Regions from separate parts of the Rattus norvegicus genome. Here region 1 is linked to region 2. Evidence: chromatin contacts called from public Hi-C data. All regions are on one chromosome and are shown on one strand. The core of a region is the stretch at or near the end of the contact, and the rest is flanking DNA. Distances in the headings are between cores, read along the strand shown. Region 1 has its middle 7.4 kb from the start of Pld1. Region 2 overlaps Fndc3b (fibronectin type III domain containing 3B).

Region 1 (2,921 bases), core at 389-2,888, 530 kb after region 2:
TTCCCAGCCAGCTCTCTGCCTTACGCTTGTAGACCAAGATGTAAACTCTTGGCCACTGCTCCAACACCATGTCTGCCTGCCTGCCTGCTATCATGTTGCCTGCCATGACGATCTTGGATTCTAACTAACCTCCTGGAACGGCAGGCTCCTAAGAACCTCTTTCTTTTCTAAGTTGCCTTGGTAACGGTGTCTAATCATAGCAATAGAAAAGGAAGCATTACAGAGCAATGGGAATCCCATACTTAAATCCTGTAGGGAAGGAAGGAAATGTTTTAGGTGAGAAGGGAAATTATTCTGGGCTTGTTGCCCGTGGAGTTCCTTCTTCCAGAGAGGCAGGGCCTGGGTGTTATCCTTTCTTCCTTCCTGTATAGCTATGAGGGTGTGGGGGTGACAACTGCCTGCAGTGTTCAGAACAGCAGCAGGAGTGTCCAAGAGTTCAGGGATGTAGCTTAGTGTGACCTTGAATTTTTGATTCTCCTCCCTCCAAAGTGCTAGGATTAGAGGTGTGCTCCACCAAGACTAGTTTATGAGGTATGGTGATCAAGGCTGGTGCTTTGTGCAGGCTTTGTAAGGATCCTATCAAATGAGCTACATTCTTAAGTCCCTTCAACTCTTAGATTTCTCTGAGGGGTAAAGCTAAATTATCATGATTGAAAAAAATTATACTTAATAGATGGTGAGAATCCTGTGAACTAAATGACTTGTTATGCAGTCAAGTTTGAGATAAAATTTGCTTGAAATGTATACTCTTTTGTGTAAAACCACAATAATATAGAGATATTAAGCAGGCCGGAGAGAGAACACTTGCTGTTCTTTCAGAGAACCAGAGCTTGGTTCCCAGTACCCACATAACAGCAGCTCACAACCACTTGTAAGTCCAGTTCCAGAGGATCTGACAGGCTCTTCTGGCCTTCTCCAGCGTTTGCACACACAAGCGCGTTTAAACATGTACACGTAGCCATAGATTTAAAATACAATATATTTTTAAAACCCTAAATATATACTTTAGAGAGTTTTAAACCCCTTGCACTTTCAATTTTGTGGTATCAGTTCTCAAAATGAGGCTACAATTTGGAGGGTCAGACTAGATTTCAAAGCAGTTTGCAGTAGTCAAGGAAATAAGCCCATAAAAGTAAGAGAAGCAAAATAAAGTCTACAAACAGGAGGAACCCTGACAGCTGCTGTAGACCAAGGGGTAGACATGGCAACAATGAGTACCATTGTCCTTTCCGGTCATCCTGGCAACACGAGTCACAGATCAAATAGCCAGTGCCAGTTGGCAGACACAGAGAGCAGAGAACAAAGCCCCCCGTGTCAGCGCGTCCATCTAATTCCAAACTAATTGCCTTAGCAGAGGCTTCTGTTTGGGTTATGAGTGATAGAAAATTAAACAGGTGTATATTGTAAACCTTATAATTCACGCGTCACCAACAAGAAGGGCCATGACTGTGAATAGAGCCTGGGAGGATGGCGGGATGGTCATTAGGTTCTGCACTCGCTGGGCTCTGACTGGGTTGGTGACGAGGATGGGCTCTCCTGGACTCAGGGTTAAGGATCCACTGTGTGGGTAACAGTTAGTGCAAGCCAACAGGGTCTGGCTCAGCATGGGGGTCAGAGAATAGTATTGCCTTACAGGGCAGCTTCTGCTAAGGGCCAAACAGGCTGAGTGGCCTGCCTTCCAGTCTGAGTCACTGTGGAGCAGGCTGTGGGAGGACGTTGTTTCTATCAGTGGAGGGATGAATGCTGGCTTTGAACTCTGCAACCGAGTCCAGGCTTGTAGCGTTTCCCCTTTTTGCTTTCTATTTTATTTTTGTGGGGAACCCATGCCATGATGGCATACACATGGACGTCTGAGGACAACCATGTGGAGTTAGTTCTGTCCATCCATCTTTTCATGGGTCCTGAGGATCAAACTCAGACTGCCAGACTTTTCAGGCAAGCACCTTTACACAATGAATCATCGTGCCGATCTGGGTCTCCTCTTCTGAATGCTATTCCTAAGAGCCTTCCTCTGACTTCATCTTTCTTTTTCTTAATATTTACTTTTTATTTTTAAGGCAGAGTCGAATGTAATGCAGGCTAGCCCCTTTGAACTTAGTATTTAGCTAAGCTAAATCACCTTAAATTTAAGGTCATCACCTTAAATTTTTCTCTTTTTTTTTTTTTTTCTGAGATAAAATTTCTCTTTGTAGCTCTGACCGTCCTAGAACTCTACAGAGATCTGCCTGCCTCTGTCCCTGAAGTGTTAGGATTAAAATTGAACTCCACCACACATGGCTGATCTTTAAGCTTTTGGCCCTCCTATCTCTTATCTCTAGAGTACTGGGAACGTGCATTACCACACCTGCTTTATGTCTTGCTGGGGATCGAACCAGACCCCAGACATGCTATGTAGGTGCTCCGTCAGCCGAGCCACTCACCCCATACAAATCAGATGTCTTTCACTTTTTGTGTGTGGTGGGGACCTCCCACATTCTTACAGAGCTAGTGAACCCCTTTCTGGAGACTAATCTTTACTGCATAGATTTAAATGTGTAAAATTACAAAGAAAACCAATGACTGAGAGTCCTAGCTATGACAACAAATGAATGTCGTAACCCTGTGGGACCCTCTTGTTTAAAGTGCACAGTGGTGTCAAGATGGCGTGTGGGGTTGTGTGGGTCCAGTATCCACTCTGCCTCAGGGCACGCTGCTATAAGCGAGACGTGGGAGTTGACTGTGCTTACCCAGTGCTGTCACCTAGAGGGTGTCAGGCTGTAGGGAAGCTGTGGGACACAGCTCCGGGGGTGGGGCAGCACAGTCTGAGGTGCCAGACACAGCCAGAGCTGTCTGGGGATCCCCGTGCCTACACAAGGTTCTTATGCTCTTGGGCATCCAGGCGTGGCTGGATGCTGTGGAAGAGCTGAGAACGATATGGAGAT
Region 2 (3,020 bases), core at 156-2,655:
CACCAAGGGGCTTCCACAGCAGCCCGGCATCACCCGACACAGAATCGCACAGAGGCATTTCCTATAGTCCACTATAACACCATTGGCTTCGAAGTCAGGTGTGGGAAGCCACATCCCATCGGAGTTGTACAAAGATCATGTTGCACAGCTGTGCTCAGCCATGCTGAGGTGGCCACGGGGCCAGCTATGCAGCAGGTGCCTCTGAGGGTGGCCATGAGTCCCTTTACAGACAGAGGTCTTTGGTAAGGGCTTGCTGTGTCTAGGGAGGCCATGCATGAAGCTGTGGTGGGGGTGAGAGACCAGTGGTGAGATACTTGGAGGGTGCCCCCGGAGGCTGACGCTCAGTGGGAGAAGCGCCTGGAGGCTGTCCTCCACTGCCCGCATCAGCAGCAGGCTGCAGGGGTGACTCTCACTGTTTAGCTCCCATTGATGCCATTTCCAGTTGACCACTCCCTGTAAGCCTTTTCCTACAAGAGCTGTTTGAGGGGAAATATGCCCACCCTATCCTATTCATAGAGTAACCTCCACAAATCCCTTCAGCGGCCTGTTAGACATTTATTACTGCCCTGTGGTACTGTGCCTTATTAGGTCCCAGTTAGTATAGAGCCCACGGGAACCGGGAATTCTGGCCAGGCTATCAGTGTAAAACAGCAGCTACTCCTGCACTGAGTCACTGCCTGGGAGAGCCAGGGCAGCGGAAAGCGGACTTTCACTTTCTCAGTAAGCAACTGGGGGTGCTGACTCCTCTCCTCGTCTTAATTAGACATTAAATACGGTCTCTAGTACAGAAACTGATTTTATGTTAAGAACAGCTACACCCATCTCAAAGAATTCTCCTCTTTCTGGTGTAAAATAATACCTAACAGGGTTAAAAACAACCCTACCTCCAGGTGGCCGTGGGGTCAGAACAAGCTAGAGACAATTTCCACTTGTTCCCAGTGACTCTCTCTTTTGCCATATGCATGCACTTTAAAAAAAAAGTAATGATTACAGAAGCCATATTAGTAAAAATTTAGTTATGTTGGAAAGTTTTGACCACCATATATTTTTATGTTGAAGCCCAATGAGTTTTTAGGAAGAAAAAGCAAGAGAAATTTCTATGGGCCCTGAAGTTTTTCTTCCCTTACTCCACCCCGTTTGAATTACTGCTGCATGTGTGGTGAGGGTGCATGTGCACAGTCATGTATGTTGCGGCACACGGGTCTGGGAGCTGGTTCTCTCTACTCACTTTCACTCGGGATTCAGGGATTCAACACAGGCCATTACACTTGCTGGCAAGCCCCATCTTAATACTTGTAGTATGACAATTGATGAGAACTCTGACTCCAGAGTCACAACAGAGCCCAAGTGTGTTCTGGAAGTCTGACACACGTCCGGGGCCACACTATGATGTGGCTGTCACTGGGCAGGGCCAGGATGCCAGGCAGATGACTGCTGACACACTGCTGGTAATTCCCAGATAGTGTGTGGCATTCAGGGGGAGGCCTCAAGTTCATTTTCTCTATTAATGAGTGACCATTGTTTCAAAATGAACATAGAAAATAGAAACAAAAACAGAAACAAACACTAGCTTGTCAAAAATGGGTACTTCAAGCAGAATGAACTGTGGTGTCTGAAAGACAAAACCCTACTTAGGGGCAGAGTTGGCTGTAGAGAGCTTGCTGAGGATGCTTAAGAAGGGAAACTAGCTGCCAATCAAACTCCAGTTAGATGGAGGGAGGGAGGGAGGGAGGGAGGGATGGAGGGAGGGAGGGAGGGAGGGAGGGAGGGAGGGAGGGAGGGAGGGAAATAGGCAGAAGGAGAGATAGACAGATATGCCAATGCTTGGTGTGGCTTAACTACACCACTAGCTCTACTGTTAGAACTAATGGCTGCTGCAGCTACTGCAGAGGGCCTGACCATGTCAGGATGAGGACTCTGGGTGGGAAGGCATTGTGTAATACAGTTTCCAAAGTGTCACCTTCAGAAGCACCGTCCGTGATCTCCAGCAGATACTTCAGGATTTCTGAGCCACCGTTGTCCTTTGGAGCATCTGCAGAGTAGGTGAACATTAGTGAGGAGGGCACTGGGTGTCACTGGTAAGCATCCTTACAGAGTGCAAAAGGACAGCCACTAATCAGCCTTCCACTGGAAGTGGGCCAAAAAGCACAACTCATCATTTTCAAGAACCCTGCCCCTTAAAGTTTTTTCCTGAGACAGCATTGCTCTCTCAGGTTGGCCTCAAAGTTTTGGGAATGCTCCTGTGTCAGTACCCCACCCTGACCCCAGTACCGAGATTACAGGTATGACTCCCCCCAACTGGCCCCCTCAATGTCAAGAAACGGAATTTTATCAAGCTGCTATTTCAGGTTATTGAAATAAGAGTTGGCACTGACTTAGTGAAACACGCATAAAACTTGACAGGAGGAATGATTTTCCTAAAAATGGCAACTCTGGAGAAATCTGAAGTGGCTCTTTAAGAATGGGCGACTTTTATGGAAAATTGAAATATTCAGGTATTTATCTTGTTTTATTATTCTTACTTCATATGTTTATGAGCAACTAGATGCTTTTGAAAAAGGGTAGAGAAGGGTTGGGGATTTAGCTCAGTGATAGAGCACTTGCCTAGCAAGCGCAAGGCCCTGGGTTCAGTCTCCAGCTCCGAAAAAAAAAAAAAAAAAAAAGAAAAAGGGTAGAGAAAAAATGCACTGACAAAATAATTAAATGTTGGAATGGAGTAACCATCTTACCTCACTTCTCTACCCAGCAAACTTTACCTCCCCAGGTCTGGATGCAGAACACAGTAATCAGCACCTGCACCGGGCACCCTGGGGGGACAGCCTGGTCTGCTTGCAGAGCCCCATGCCACCTTGGATCAATGGTCTACAGACACGTCTAACTGCAAGGGCTTTGCTTTGTGAGTATACAAATACCAGGCAGAATGATTTTTGTCAAACTAAAGAATTCATCGTCCTTGCACACGGAGGGGGCTTTCCCAGGCCTTGATGTTACATGGATTTGTGGAGCTCTCTTCCCAGGTG

Evidence for each region. A called contact is a pair of places that touch in the nucleus more often than the background predicts.
Region 1: a Hi-C map of Schwann cells shows a contact between it and region 2, with 5 times the contacts expected there. The contact joins two enhancer-like sites. A contact is called at or near these places in 3 of 12 Hi-C or Micro-C datasets (the Rat2 cell line, Schwann cells and frontal cortex).

The regions. Positions count from the first base shown.
Region 1 is chr2:112,813,338-112,816,258 of GRCr8, forward strand. It overlaps a transcript of Pld1 not described here. Among named protein-coding and RNA genes, the nearest start is that of Pld1, 7.4 kb to the right of the region's middle. Within about 2 kb of position 1,639, at least 44 of the 93 cell types and tissues checked have an H3K27ac peak or open chromatin away from gene starts, as enhancers often do. A contact at or near this core is called in Schwann cells, where this site is marked.
Region 2 is chr2:112,282,651-112,285,670 of GRCr8, forward strand. It overlaps Fndc3b (fibronectin type III domain containing 3B), which reads right to left. Exons shown (of 25, transcript NM_001191704.1): 15 at 1,961-2,032. Among named protein-coding and RNA genes, the nearest start is that of Ghsr, 87 kb to the left of the region's middle. Within about 2 kb of position 1,406, at least 6 of the 93 cell types and tissues checked have an H3K27ac peak or open chromatin away from gene starts, as enhancers often do. A contact at or near this core is called in Schwann cells, where this site is marked.